Regions from separate parts of the Ovis aries genome. Here region 1 is linked to region 2. A link is a contact called in public Hi-C data. All regions are on one chromosome and are shown on one strand. The core of a region is the stretch at or near the end of the contact, and the rest is flanking DNA. Distances in the headings are between cores, read along the strand shown. Region 1 holds the start of GPT2 (glutamic--pyruvic transaminase 2). Region 2 holds the start of ORC6 (origin recognition complex subunit 6).

Evidence for each region. A called contact is a pair of places that touch in the nucleus more often than the background predicts.
Region 1: a contact with region 2 is called in a Hi-C map of skin fibroblasts, with 1.9 times the contacts expected there. The contact joins the promoter of GPT2 here to the promoter of ORC6 in region 2. A contact is called at or near these places in 4 of 16 Hi-C or Micro-C datasets (hypothalamus, muscle, skin fibroblasts and 1 more).

What each region holds. Positions count from the first base shown.
Region 1 is chr14:14,853,951-14,861,440 of ARS-UI_Ramb_v3.0, reverse strand. It overlaps GPT2 (glutamic--pyruvic transaminase 2), which reads right to left and starts at 1,410. Exons shown (of 12, transcript XM_004014968.6): 1 at 1,295-1,410; 2 at 798-1,061. The coding sequence starts at 1,040.
Region 2 is chr14:14,547,123-14,553,859 of ARS-UI_Ramb_v3.0, reverse strand. ORC6 (origin recognition complex subunit 6) reads right to left here and starts at 1,441. Exons shown (of 7, transcript XM_027977796.2): 1 at 1,367-1,441; 2 at 23-168. The coding sequence starts at 70. It overlaps VPS35 (VPS35 retromer complex component), which reads left to right and starts at 1,924. Exons shown (of 17, transcript XM_042231575.1): 1 at 1,924-2,820.

The DNA of each region.
Region 1 (7,490 bases), core at 161-2,660, 310 kb before region 2:
ACTACAGAGGTGTTTCTTTCACCCATCAGAGCCACCTCGTTGTAGGGGGACAGGAATCACTACCAGGTGTGTGGTCACCTTATATACAGCTGTGAACTCAAGATTCCAGTCTGCTGGCCGCCAGGAGGAAGAAAGTTCCAGGGCCACCCTGCCAAGGCCCCAAAGGCCCAAGCCTCTGCTACCCACTGTGGGCGACTGTTTCCTCAGAGAACAAAATAAGGGTGTCAGTCAAGGTTCCAAAGGGGCTCTAGGGGAAGGAATTGTGCGGGACCACTTTTGTCAGGGAATCATTCCTGGAAGAATGACCCAGAAGGTCTCAGAGAGAGAAAAAGCTTCGGGAGAACACTCAGGTCTCTTCAGAGCCTTCATCGCACCTCTGGTGCCTAACGTGATCTCTGAAATTCTCCTTTATGTCTTTCCTGCCTGTCGTTGTCCTCACGCTCACGCCCCAGTGGATCTTGGTTCCACTCAAGTAAGACAGCCACATAGCAGGCAGTGCCTGGCACTAAGGGCCACTCAATTATAATTGATGAATTCAGTTCAACAAGTGAACCATATCTGAGGGCCTTACTTTGTGCCAGGTGCCGGGCACTAGTGAGGGAAGGGTTGGGGGGAGGGCATTCTCTCATTTCAGTCAAGATTGGCAGAATGAAGGAGCTTGGCCACGCGGCTGGAGGAAGTACAGCGGTTGGACCCCAGGAGGCGACAGCTGCTACTGCTCCCCCCTCGCCCCCACCAGTGCCCCTTGGCCTCCCAGGGCCCTCCCGCCCCACGCGGGCCCGGGCGCCCGCGCTCACCCGCTGCAGCTCGAGCTCGATCTCGCCGGCCTTGAGCACGATAGGTCCCCGCACCGCGTACTCCACCGCCTTCACCTGCGGGTTCATGGACTCGAGCGTAAGGATGCGCTCGCGCCGGCTCCGCTCGGGCCGCACTTTGAGCACCGCCGAGGCCTCGGCGGCCGCGCTGCTCTGACTACGGCCCCAGGGGCCGAGGGTCCGGGGGCAGCAGCCCCGCCGGACCAGCGCCGCCGCCCGCTGCATCGCGCGGCCGCCGAGTGAAACCTTGGGACAAATAGGGAAAGAGAACAAACACGTCGCGCACAGCCCAAGGCAGGCACGCGGGCACCCACCCCCAAGCTCAGCTAAGGGCTCCTTCAGCGAGAGGTGCCAGCCTGGCTCCGGGGACGGGTGCCCATCCCCCGGCGACTCGGACCCTGCACCTCGCCGCTGCAGAGCGAAAGCGCTGCACAACCGGGTTTTGCAAAGGCTGAGCCCAGTGCATGCGTGCAACGTGCCTGTCGCCGCCTGGTCACCCCTTCGTCGAGTCCGGCTAGAAAGCTCGCCTAGGGCAGCTCCTCGGCTCAGGCGCCGGCAGCCGCATCCCAGCTCCCGCACGCAGCACCGGGCCCCCAGCGCTCACACACCCACAGCCTGCGAGTCCGCCCGGGCCTCCCCGCTGGCTCCTGGGCCTTGTAGTTCCCTTGTCGTTTTTCAGAACAGGTGTGGCGAACTGGTTGAACTACAAGTCCCATAGTGCCCCGCGCTGGCCTGATCTGGGGGCCGGGCTGGAGGCGGGAGCGAGGGTCTGGCTCTGCCGTGAGCTGGGCGGGCTCTTTGTCTGGCTGAAGGGTCTGGGATTCCGGAGGGGGTCTGGCGGGGGCTCTCCTCGCGGCTTTCTGCGAATTTAGAGCTATTTGGTGCTTCTCCCTGGAGGCGCATCCCGCATTCCCCCACACAACCCTTTCCCCAACATCTGCAAAGACATAGGCGGAGAGATGGTGCAGTCCTCGCCCCAAGTTTCATCATCCAGGGTTCAGTGGCCGCTGTTTAGGAAGCAGGGGTGGGGTGGGGGTTAGGAGTTTGCGACTTGACTGCCACTTTTACCCGTCTCAACGTCGGTTTTCTTGTCAAAAGGGAGATCAACTCTCAGCCTTTAAGGATTGTCGTGAAAATTAAAGGACCAACACAGCTGGTATATACCAGGTGGTCAGGCTTCCTGACAGCTCCATTTGTAACGCTACCCCACCTCCACTACCTCTTTTAATTTCCTTTCTAGCATCAGAAATTTAGATACTTTTTACTGGCTCCCGCATTAACCATGTAAGCTCCAGAAGGCAGGGGCAACGTTTTTCTCGTTCATTGTGTTCACAACGTATTCACACAACCTCTGAGTGTTAGCAGCACATAGTAAGAACTCAGTAAACGTTTGTTGAGAATGGATGCTCAGCTTTTTGTAGCTTTTTTTTTTTTTTTGTAAAGGTACCTGCTGTTGACTGAAAAAAGATGTACAACTTGAGAGTTGTGAGTTAAGTTTTATTTTAGGCAAAATGAGGACTGAAGCCTGGAAGGCACCATCTCAGATAGCTCTGAGAGACTGCTCCAAAGCGGCAGTGGGGGAAAGTCAATATATAAGGTTTTGGTGAAGGGGATGTTCAATACCATGAAGCACTCAATTTACAAAAGGGTTTTTTGTTAGTCATGAGGGTCTGATGTCACCATGATGGTTTGCAGCATGGGGTTCAATCTCCGCAGAGGCAGATGGCAAATGCCTTGTTCTGTTACTGTCAATGCTCTTGGTAAGTGCCGATTTGTTGTTGACATGGCCCCCTTGTGGTCATAAATCCTACCAAACTTTGGGGGTCATTTCATAACCATTTTGTCCCACGTTGCTGGGAAGGCTCATCCCCAGTTCTGAAGAAGGTTTTTGTTGATAAGACACTCAATGTGCTATTACTGGACTAGGTCTTAATAGTCAAAGATCTCTGGACACCTGTCTTCTAGTTATAGTCCAGGAGAGTATTCCCTCTTGTTGCATCTTTTCATACCTGCTGCTGCTAAGTCGCTTCAGTCGTGTCCAACTCTGTGTGACCCCATAGACGGAAGCCCACGAGGCTCCCCCGTCCCTGGGATTCTCCAGGCAAGAACACTGGAGTGGGTTGCCATTTCCTTCCCCAATGCATGAAAGTGAAAAGTGAAAGGGAAGTCGCTCAGTCGTGTCCGACTCTTCGCGACCCCATGGACTGCAGTCTACCAGGCTCCTCCGTCCATGGGATTTTCCAGGCAAGAGTACTGGAGTGGGGTGCCATTGCCTTCTAGAGTTACAGTATTACAATCATTGATCATATATTGAACTATACATTTGATCAGCTGCTTCAAGTCTAGTCATCATTTCCATTGAAGTCTCCATCATATACTTGGTAATACAAGTAAGAATAATCTTGTGAAACAAGCAAAATACAAATGGTATAGTTAACAACATTAGTGGAATTAAAAGTAAATATTTTATCCATGAGCCTCCCCCACCAATTTTTATTTAAAGATTGTCAAGACTAGGGAATGGGTCACTTAGAGCAGAAACCTCATTTTTCATGTGGTTCAAATGTGTTACATTAAAGGATTTATCAGGTACAAAAATACAGCATTCAGTTTGAATTATAGCACAGATATCTCCCTGAGATGCTGTAAGGTGTCAAAGGTCTTGCAGTTGTGTAGCACTGCCTTTCTCGTCATAGAGATCTCAGAATTCAATAGGCTAATAGCCTGGTTACTATCATTTAAAGCTTATGAAAGTTGTCGAGGCTTAGATATGGTCAATTACATCCTCCAACCCCATTGAAGACACACACACACACACACACACACACACACACACGCTGCTAAATGGTCATACCAGTAGAATACAGATCTTTGACCCATTGAGATCATACTGATGGTAGATTGGTTGGGGTTACCTGTAATTTGTTGACATGTATGACCTTAAATTCATGGGAATCCCAGGCTATACCTTCGTATCATCCCTGTAAATGTCAAGGCCATAGATTAGTGCCACAAATCCACCGAGTTCCATACCAATCACTCTAAGGGTAATAACAGGCATAGTTCATAAAGCACCCAGCCTTGTCTCATAATTACCAGGTTGATCATTTTTAGTATGATTTAACCATTCCCAACATAGAGGAGCCTTTAAACTTAAATGACCATAGCCTGGTGTTAACCATGTAGATCCTCCCCATGATTGTAGGAGTTTTCATTTTAATAGATGAGAAGTTAATTTTTTATTGAGACTTAGCTCATCACTCCGATTGAGTTTAAATGACCCTAAGAGAAAACTTAAATCTATGGCCAGCCTCAGAGCAGGTATTTTTAATTGGCCAGGTGAGAGGATCCCATCTAGAATTATTATTAATAAAGAGAACAGGACTGAACACTCATCTAAAACAAATTTCCAATTAAAAATAAATAAATAAATAAAACAAATTTCCTAGGGGGTATTCAATCAGAGCCGTAAAGAACAGAAACCCACGAAGGTAACCAAGAAGTAATAGGCACAGGTAATTGGCCGCAATCCAACAATTGGATTTAAAAACTGGAGTTTTAAACTAGCATAGAATCATGTCCATGATAGAAAACATGTGATTGATAGGCATAGGTCCAAGGAATCAAGAAAACATTATGAATGATCATAAAAGTCAGATCAGCATCTTGGGCAGGCTGTCTACTTCTGATGTCATCTTCTCACCCTAGTGTAGTGTAGTTTCCTGGTTGAGCATTGTTTTAAGATGAGTTGAGGTCAGCAGGCCTCTCTATGAACCAGTCCAGCTTAGGGGCCTTTGGAAATGGGAGTTAACTGAAGAGTCAATTTCCCTTCAATTTCACTGGGGGTGAGCTAGTTAAGAGTACCTGATAGAAAGGTCCTTCTATCCAGGTTGGAGACAGTTTCTTAAATTATGTCTTCTTCCAGTCTTGACTGAAGATCATGTGTGAGGCATCTGATCTTCATCCAAAGAGAGATTACTGCCATAAGCTTCAGAAACAACTCTAGAGTGTCCTTTAATAATTCAATTAAATTTTACATTAATATACCCTAACAGCAAAGAACTATCCTGGAAATAAGTCTTAGTAGATACAGACCTCCATTAACAAACTAGGATTTAACTTTCCTTGAAACATCTCTTTCTCTCTAAAATCACCATCATCTTTATCAAATATACGGAGAAGGCAATGGCACCCCACTCCAGTACTCTTGCCTGGAAAATCCCATGGATGGAGGAACCTGGTAGGCTGAAGTCCATGGGGTCGCTGAGAGTTGGACATGACTCAGTGACTTCACTTTCACTTTTCACTTTCATGCATTGGAGAAGGAAATGGCAACCCACTCCAGTGTTCTTGCCTGGAGAATCCCAGGATTGGCGGAGCTTGGTGGGCTGCTGTCTATGGGGTCGCACAGAGTCGGACACGACTGAAGCGACTTAGCAGTAGCAGCAAGACCTGTTTGTAATATAGGTCTGGTCTCAAGAAACTTGGCCTGATGATTTACCTAACCATAATTGATCATAGACTTTTTTGCTTCGCTGAGAGTTGCTTTGCTCAGACTGAACTTTTAAAATCTCTGGAGGGTTCAGATAGAGAGAAAAGATAAATGTTTCACTTGTTTATAAAATGTAATTTTACCAAATTACTGTCATAATTAGTTTGAGGGGAGGGTTGTTTTTCCTTACACCTGGAAAACACAGATTCAAATCAGTAATTTTTCATATAGAAACCATAAAAGTTATAAGCACATTCACAGGTTCATTCAGTCCTTTTGTTAACCTTTGTGAAGTCATCAGGTTTTCTATTAGAATCCTTACTCAGTTCAGAAACTGGTATTTATCCAAAAGTCCTTTTTATAAATCTACTTGAAGAGGTGAAACTTGGTTAGTGCTATGACAATATCAACATAGTAACTAGAATTATGCCTGGTAATATTTTACCCAAACATATCAAAATTTTAGGAACTCCATACAGTTTCTAGGATATCTATATTAGTAACATTTACCATACAATATAACCCAAGACTTATTACTCGCTTGACAATACCCCTCATGTAATTCTGCATACAAAATGAACCTAATTAATGTAATGACTCTCCTTGGGATGTTTCAGAGGCCCTCTGAAGCATCCCAAAGTTAGCTAGAAATCTTATATGAATAAGATAGAGTGATTTAGGAAGCTTTGTCAACAAATACCAAAAAGGCCAAAGTGACAACAAGGGATTTCAGAGCAGATCATTTAAGAGATAAAGAAACTTAAATCTATTATCAAAGCCAGTTCAATATCTGAAGAAAAGGTGTCCTCTTAACAGACAGAAAAGCTAAATTCAAGTTTTTGCACCAGCTTAGAAAGAAAGTGAAGTCACTCAGTCATGTCTGACTCTTTTCGACCCCATGGACTGTAGCCTACCAGGCTCCTCTGTCCATGGGATTTTCCAGGCAATAGTAGTGGAGTGGATTGCCATTTCCTTCTCCAGGGGATTTTTCCCAACCCAGGGATTGAACCCGGATCTCCCGCATTGTAGACAGATGCTTTACTGTCTGAGCCACCAGTCAGTACTTCACTTAAAAAGTAAACTTAACTTTATTTTAAACTTAGTCCTAACCATATACAAAACTCTTTCCTCATGGTTCACTTTTCACAAACCTTATCCCTTTCTGTACCCATTACTGCGTTCTTCCATCCTAAAAAGCCACCTGTAAGGCAGGCTTACTTCATTTTCCCTTCACCAAATGAAATTCCATTCTTCATACCTTCTTTACTGAAAACACATTTCCTACCTCCCTTAAGCAACCAAGAACTGACTTTTATATTAGCATTTTATAGATTGATGAGCATAAATATCAGTGATAATTTCTAAAACCTTTGTTTTTTAGAGAGAACATTTTAGGATGGCACCAAACATCATTTCTTTTTAATCCCAAATCTCTTTAGTTTCTCTGTAAGAGGTAATTAGTGTTTAGTAGTAAATGTTTCAAAATCTTCTTTTATTTGGAAATGACTTAGCTATTCAATAGACTTCCAACACTTAGTTTAGCACAACCCTTAGAAGTTCAAGTTACCCCAATCTGGATAGACTATTTTAGACAGACATTCCTAAAGTGTAATTATTCTTAATAGAGTTTATCTAAAGGCTCATATCTCATTTACATTTTTTAAGAAATTTCTTCACTCAGCAAGGTAATTTCCTTGCTAACAAACTTGTAACAGATATAGTAATATTTAACTTATTATAAACCTAGGTACAATGAAAATATTCTGCTTAATGTTAACTACTCTTAGATATGTCTACATTATTTAAATCAACAAATAAACATTAATATCAGGTATTTAACACTGAATATTTCCCAGTTCACATGAACCTGAAATTCATTTAGGTTAATTTCTCTTGTATTTAGAATTATTTGATTTGTAAGCGCTTGCTTACTTTATTTTTTTAAGGCCAATTAGATTAGAGCTTATTTACAAACTGATCTCAGCAATCAGCAATATTATCAAAAAAAACAAAAGACACACACTGAGACATACATACATCCAAATAGACACAAGAGATCCTATAGCTTTGTTTTCCAAGCTTAGTTATGAATAAAAAATGGTTGTAGTAAGATTTTAAAAGGCTTTGTTCCCCTTTTGGTTTTTTGTTCTTTTTGATTTCAGGAATTAGATATGGTCTAGATA
Region 2 (6,737 bases), core at 192-2,691:
ACATTCACTGGGACCTACTTACCCTGTCCAAGGGGCACTTCATGCAGGAAGCTGCAAGGTCCAGGCACATGACTGCATTGCTGGTTTCTGTGGTTCGTGCAGACAGGCCAGCACACTTCACATGGGACAGTCGCAAGTACTCCTCCGCTTTCCTGAGCAACACATTCACTAAAACTCTTTCTTTTTCAGAAGTTTGCCCAATACTTTGGTAAGCAATAAATTCAGCCAGGTGGACTTCATTCTGACCCTAACTCTTATGCATGTTTTTTGGGGCTGGGAATGAAACTCACATCCTTTGAGAGAGGACAGGGTTCTACAAGACAGAACAAACCCCCTGACTCCGAACATCACTGTGCTCCAATCCTTTCAGGAAGAATTAAGTTCTTGAAATCCTTCAAAAAAGGCCAACCCTTCTTTCAGCCTTCCATTACTGGAACAAGCATGAACTATGGCAGACAGAGGCAGGCAGGTGAAACCAGGGTTCCTCCTTCCTTTAAATCAGTAGTTCTCAAACTTAATGTCTATGACAGTCACCTTGTAGCGTGTGAAAACAAGCCCCAAGTTTCTGATCGGTAGGCCTAGAATGGGGCCCAAGAATGTGCATTTCTACCAAGTGACAAGAAAATATTGATGCTGCTGGTCCAGGGACTACACTTTCAGAACCACTGTTCTAAATGATTAAGAGTGCAGAAGGCCATACTTCCTGTCTTTTAAGAAATGCTCCTTCCCTTCCCTCAACTAATCCACAGCCCAGGCACCCGGCCTAGCCCTGCCCTCCAGAGTTAAGTCCTGCACTCCACAGTTTAAAGTATTTAGAAATACTTTATTTCTAACCCTGGATCTTGCAAAGGCCCTTGCCATCTCCGGGCTTTTGTACAGTTTTCTGTGCCAGCTTGGGCTCTCTTCCCACATCTTCCCGTGGCTGGCAGCTTCTATCAATCGAGTCTCAGCGCAAACAGCAACCCCTCCGAGGCTTTCTGGAAAGTTTTTTTGTTTGTTTGTTTAAATTAAAAGCAGACACAGGCCACGGCTCCGCACACCAATCCTATTTCGTTTACTGCATGTCGTGGCCACCAGACACTGCCCTCCTTGGGTTCTGTATCCCGTCTGCCTCTGCCGTAAACGCACTCTCAGTAAGTTTCAGGGAAACGACCCAAGTTCTCCGCCTCTCTCCCTTTCCCACCACCGTGCATCTCACAATGCTAGCTGGTCCCAGGGGCCGCTCGCCCCTCCGGCCAGCTCACAGAGCCTATTGCCGGTAGGATTTTCTTGATGTAGAGCCTAAATTCTGCCTTTGCGCGGGAAAAGCATGGGGCCCCATTTGAGGAGGGCGCAGGGCTACTGGGGCGTGCGCAGCCGGACTCACCTCAGCACCTCCGGCTCGGCGATGCCCAGCCGCGGGGCTAAACGCCTGATCAGACCAGACTCCATGGCGCGGACTAGGACGACACCCACAGCTGAGACCAGACGAAACCCGCGCACTGATGCTGCGCTAGCCAATTAAGGCTGGGCCGCCCCCCCTCGCGGCACCTGGATTGGTTAGGACTAGAAGTTCCGACTGCCCCGCAAACCAATCCTGGCCATCCTTCTGCGCGTGCGCGCTGCGAGTACACACGTCAAGGCAAAAAGTGAATGTGCTGGGGTGGCTCCACTCACTCCACTCCTCCCTTCTGGAGAGACTCTAGTATTGCCTTTCTCTCCGGCTGCCCCTTCCTGCCGCCGAGAGCTTCCCCGGTACTCCGCACTGCCCCCGCCCTCTCACACATCGTGGAGAGATTGGCTGGCGCCTAGGTCCGTCAGTCCACCGTGAAGTGACAGGGACCAATAAATACGCGGGAGTTGGGGGACCAATCGAGAAGCCGTCTGATGGGTCCGAAGGCGGAGCTAGAGGGGGCGGGGCTTGGAGGGGCCGCAGAGTCACCTGACCGCGGGAGGCTCCGCGCGGGGTGGGTGCTTCAAGCTGCAGGCTTAGGGGAGTCGCCATGGTGAGTGCTGAGGGGCGGCGGGCCCCGGGCTGACCCTTTTCCTAGCCACTGCTCGCTCCCACCGTTTGGAACCATGCAGGCGGAGTCGGGGCCCAGCAGCCGGGTCGGGGCTAATACCAGCCAGGCTTGGCCTACGGGTTGGGGGGCAGGCCGGGGAAGGCCGCAGGCGGGCCGATCCGTGATCGGGGGCGCGGCGGCGCCTGGCCGTGGCCGTTGCTCTTTGAGGGGGTGTATTCGCTCCCTAGCTCTGAGAGTCAGTAAGGGCCTGCGAGCCCTCTGAGTGGAGTTCGCCACTGCCCCGCCTTGAGGGGATCTCTAGTGCTGGGTCTGGGCGTCTGGCTAGAACGGGGGCGTACGGAGGGCCTGAGGCGCAGAGGTTGCGTTGGGACCCGCCCAAAGGCTGCTCCCTTGCTGACGGTTCCACCTTTGTGCCTGGTAGTGCTTTCGTGTCCCTGTCTTGTGCAAGAAATACCTTCTGGAGGGTCCTTAATAGTGCCCGGGCCTTTTTTAGCCTCATAGGCCTCTTAGATTGCAGTATGTGTCAGAGAATTCTAGGGACTGGCTTAGGTGAATTTCCTGGAAGGACTCATACTATCTGATCTCCATTAATTCTGAGAGACAAAAAAGAGACTGCTTGTTTCCTTTAATATTTGTTCATTGGGCGCCCTGGCTCTTTTACTGACTTCCCCATTGATAAAATCCAGGTCTTTTACTTACTGGAAGGAGGCATTCTCCTTAGCGCCTCTCCATGCTGGCAGCAAATCGTGGTGTAGCTGTTGGCTGGTGAACTTGAACTTCCTCAAAATGTGAATCCTTGTGTCTAGTTTCCACAAAGGCAAGTTGTCACTTGCATTTTATTAGCGTTTGACATAGCCTGTACTGTATAAAGAATATTTTTGCATGTTGGTGTACAGTATGTCAGTTTTAGTTATCTCACTATTCAGTTTGTGTAGACAGGCTTCTGAAAACCTGTAAGCCTGGAAACAGGCTGCACTTTAAATGCACTAATGCCAAAAGCAAAATGTTTGACATATATTGCTTTCATATAATGTGATGCTGTACGAGGTGATTCTGCTTATTTCTCTGAATTCTTATTTGGGAATTGATATAAGAATGGTGCAAAAATTAAACTAGCATTTGTCTGTTTCTCAGCATTTATGGATTGACATTTATAGTGTTTGTAATAAAAAAGCACCTACTTGAGGATCTCTTATATATCCCCGTTCTGTGCGTGAGGAACCAGTTTGGAACAGTGAAGGAGACACCCTGTATTGTCCTCACGAATTTTACTGGGAAAGAAAACTTGAGTAGTAGTCTTGTCACAACCACTGTCTCTGACTTGGGCAAATCACTCATTCTTCTTTGAGTCTCCTTTTTGCATCTGAAAACAAATGTTCCCCTTTTGGCCCTTCCCAATTCTAAAATCTAGGGTTCAGTTCAATTTATCATGCATCTTGTGTGTCTTTTATGTCATGCACTGTGCTGGACACTGAAAACATAGCCCATGCTTTCAAAGAACTGAAGAGTCTAGCAGAAGACATGCTTATGGAACTTAATGTAGTACAGTCTGAGTACTGAGGACAGTCCATCAGTTCAGTGCTGTGGGACCATGAAAGGAGAGAAGGTTCTGGGGAGTATGGGAAAGATTACAGGAAGTAACATGTGAACTGAGATTCTGAGGACTGTGAGTAGGAATTTTCTAGGTGGAGATGAACGTGTATTGCTAGTAGATAAAGCTGGGGGAAGTAAATGGTTGTGGTGTGTGCCATCATAGGATTCCTGGGGAAATTTATTGGTAAATGAAATTGGAGGTGCCGGTATTAAAATATATTTTTGGATGTTCCATTCCTTCATCGTGCTTAGTTCTCCCTACTTCAGTTGCTATTTTGTGTCTTACCGTCATTTTAAAAATAGTATTTTCATTAACATAGTGAAATTCTGTATCTTTGTGAGATGTGTTATTTTCATTTTGTAGTTGATTAACATTGCATTGTTTGATTACATCTATGTTGAAAACATCTATATGAGTGGAGAGATCGACAAGTCTCTAGGATGGTTGTAGATAATTGCTGGTATCTATGGGGAATATAATAATGATGGGAACACTTAGGTGGATTGCTTATTACTAAGTGCTAAGCAATTTTCAAGCTTTATCAGTGTCATTTCACTTTATTACTCATAACAATGATACAAGTGTTTCTATTATCCTTGTTTGCTGCAAGAGGAAATGAAAGCACATTGTTTGAATGGGAACTAGTTTTATAAGTGATATGTTCATAGTGACCGTTGTTTTCTCTGCACCTTTTAACTGTAGAGTTGTGAGGGCTATTTGGCTTGAATGTGTGGGCTAAAAGGGGCCTAATCACAAATATTAATTTGATCTTGGCTCTAGTGTTTCCATTTTTCTCTGATATATATAACTGCTATGTACAGAGTCATTTGTAAATGACTTTTATGAGTGAGGGGTCATTGGTTACCTAATTTGTGTATAGTGAAATCATGTTCATGTTAAACTGACTTGCTCAGTCCCATACTTGGCAGGAAGGGCATCTAGATGTTCCTTTAGAATAGCCAGCTGCATTGTCTTACGAGTAACATGTAAAAGTACATTTCTTTATTATAGCTTTATCTCTTTATTTTCTACATTTTGTATACATGCTTTTCTATTAATTTTAAACCCAGTTGGTACAAAATAGAAAAATTTTGCTAATTGGCCTACAGATTACTGAGTCTAGTCAGTTCTATACAAATATTTTTGAATTGTTTGTAATCTGTTTATAGGGCTTCCCAGATGGCTCAGTGATAAAGAATCCACCTGCTAATGCAGGAGACACAGTGCAGAACCTGTGTTTGGGTTTGCTCCCTGGGTTGGGAAGATCCCCTGGAGAAGGAAATGGCAACCCACTCCAGTATTCTTGCCTGGAGAATCCCATGGACAGAGGAGCCAGAGGGACTACAGTCCATGGGGTGGCAAAGAACTGGACATGATTTAGAGACTGAGCATGAACCCAGCCTTTTTATAACCACGCTTTTATTTGCCATATAATTTATACACAGTAGCCAAAATGTAGTACTTTATACCCAAATATTCACCAGCAGATGAATGGATAAATAAAATGGTATATACACACAATGGAATATTATTTAACCTCAAAAAGAAGGAAATTTTGGATCTCCCTGGTGATCTAGTGGTTAAGAATGTGGTTAAGAATTTGCCTGCCAATGCAGGGGACACAGGTTCGATTCCTGCTCTGGGAAGATTGCCACATCTTCCACATGTCCCTGGGCGGCTAAGCCGAGAGCCCTAGAACCCGTAGTCTTCAATAAGAGAGAAGCACCACAAGTAGAGAGTCGCCCCCATTTGCCAATTCCCCTTATATGAGGTCCTAGAGAAGTCAAGCACTTAGACAAAGAAAGTGGTAGTTGCCTAGGGCGGGAGTGGGGGGGGATGGGAAGTTACTGTTTATTGCTCACAGAGTTTCCTTTTGGAAAGGTGAAAAAGCTCTGGAGATAGATGGTGGCAGTGGCTGTACAACAGTGTGAACGTACTTAATGCTGCCGAACTGCACTCTTAAAAATGATGAAAATGGCAAATTTTTACCACAATAAAAATGTGTATATTTTACCACAATAAAAATTTTATAACATACACATTTCTAATGTGTATGTTTTATCACAATAAAAATTTCTGGTTATCTCAAAGCTGGCTTTCTGAACCTAGTGAAATCCGTTGATTGTAATAATTGTTAAATCTATTGCATCCAGAGATAAGGAGCCAAAAAACCCAAACTGTTGCTTGGTCTCAGAGAACTAGCCCATGATGAACAGTGAATTTCATTAAGTCAGAACCCTTAAATGCACATGCTCCTTGTCAGCATTTTACACCATTAGTTTTGTTGTGTGAGTTAGTGTTCAGCATAAAAGATATTGAACTTTTTCTTTGATATTTATTTATGCTTATGAAGAAGTATGCCCTAGGGAAACTCAGTTTCAAAACATTTTTACCACCCAAAAAGGAAACCCTGTACTCATTAAGCAGTTACTCATCCACTCTCCCTCCTGGTAACCACCAGTCTGCTTTCTGTTTCTATGGATGATTTTCCTATTCTGGATGCAAATATACCTCATTTTATTGTGCTTTGCTTTACTGGATTTTTTTTCCCCCCAGAATTGAAACTTTGTGGCAATCCTGCATCTAGCAAGTCTTTCTGGTGCCATTTTTCTAACAGCATTTGCTCACTTTGTGTTTTTCTGTCACATTTTGGTAATTCTCACAGTATTTCATACTTTTCCATTATCATGTTTGTTATGGTGATCAGTTGTGATTGTTTTAGGTGACACAATCTGTACTTACGTAAGTCTGCAAACTTACGTAAGTGTGTGTATTCTCACTGCCCCCTGACCAGCTCTTCTCCATTACTCTCCCTTTTCTTGAGCCTCCCAGTTCCCCGAGGTACAAGAGTATCTTGAAATTAAGCCAGTTAATTGCCCTACAGTAGTCTCTTAAGTCGGAGAAGGCGATGGCACCCCACTCCAGTACTCTTGTCTGGAAAATCCCATGGACGGAGGAGCCTGGTAGGCTGCAGTCCATGGGGCCTCGAAGAGTCGGACATGACTGAGCGACTTCACTTTCACTTTTCACTTTCATGCATTGGAGAAGGAAATGGCAACCCACTCCAGTGTTCTTGCCTGGAGAATTCCAGGGACGGGGGAGCCTGGTGGGCTGCCGTCTATGGGGTCGCACAGAGTCGG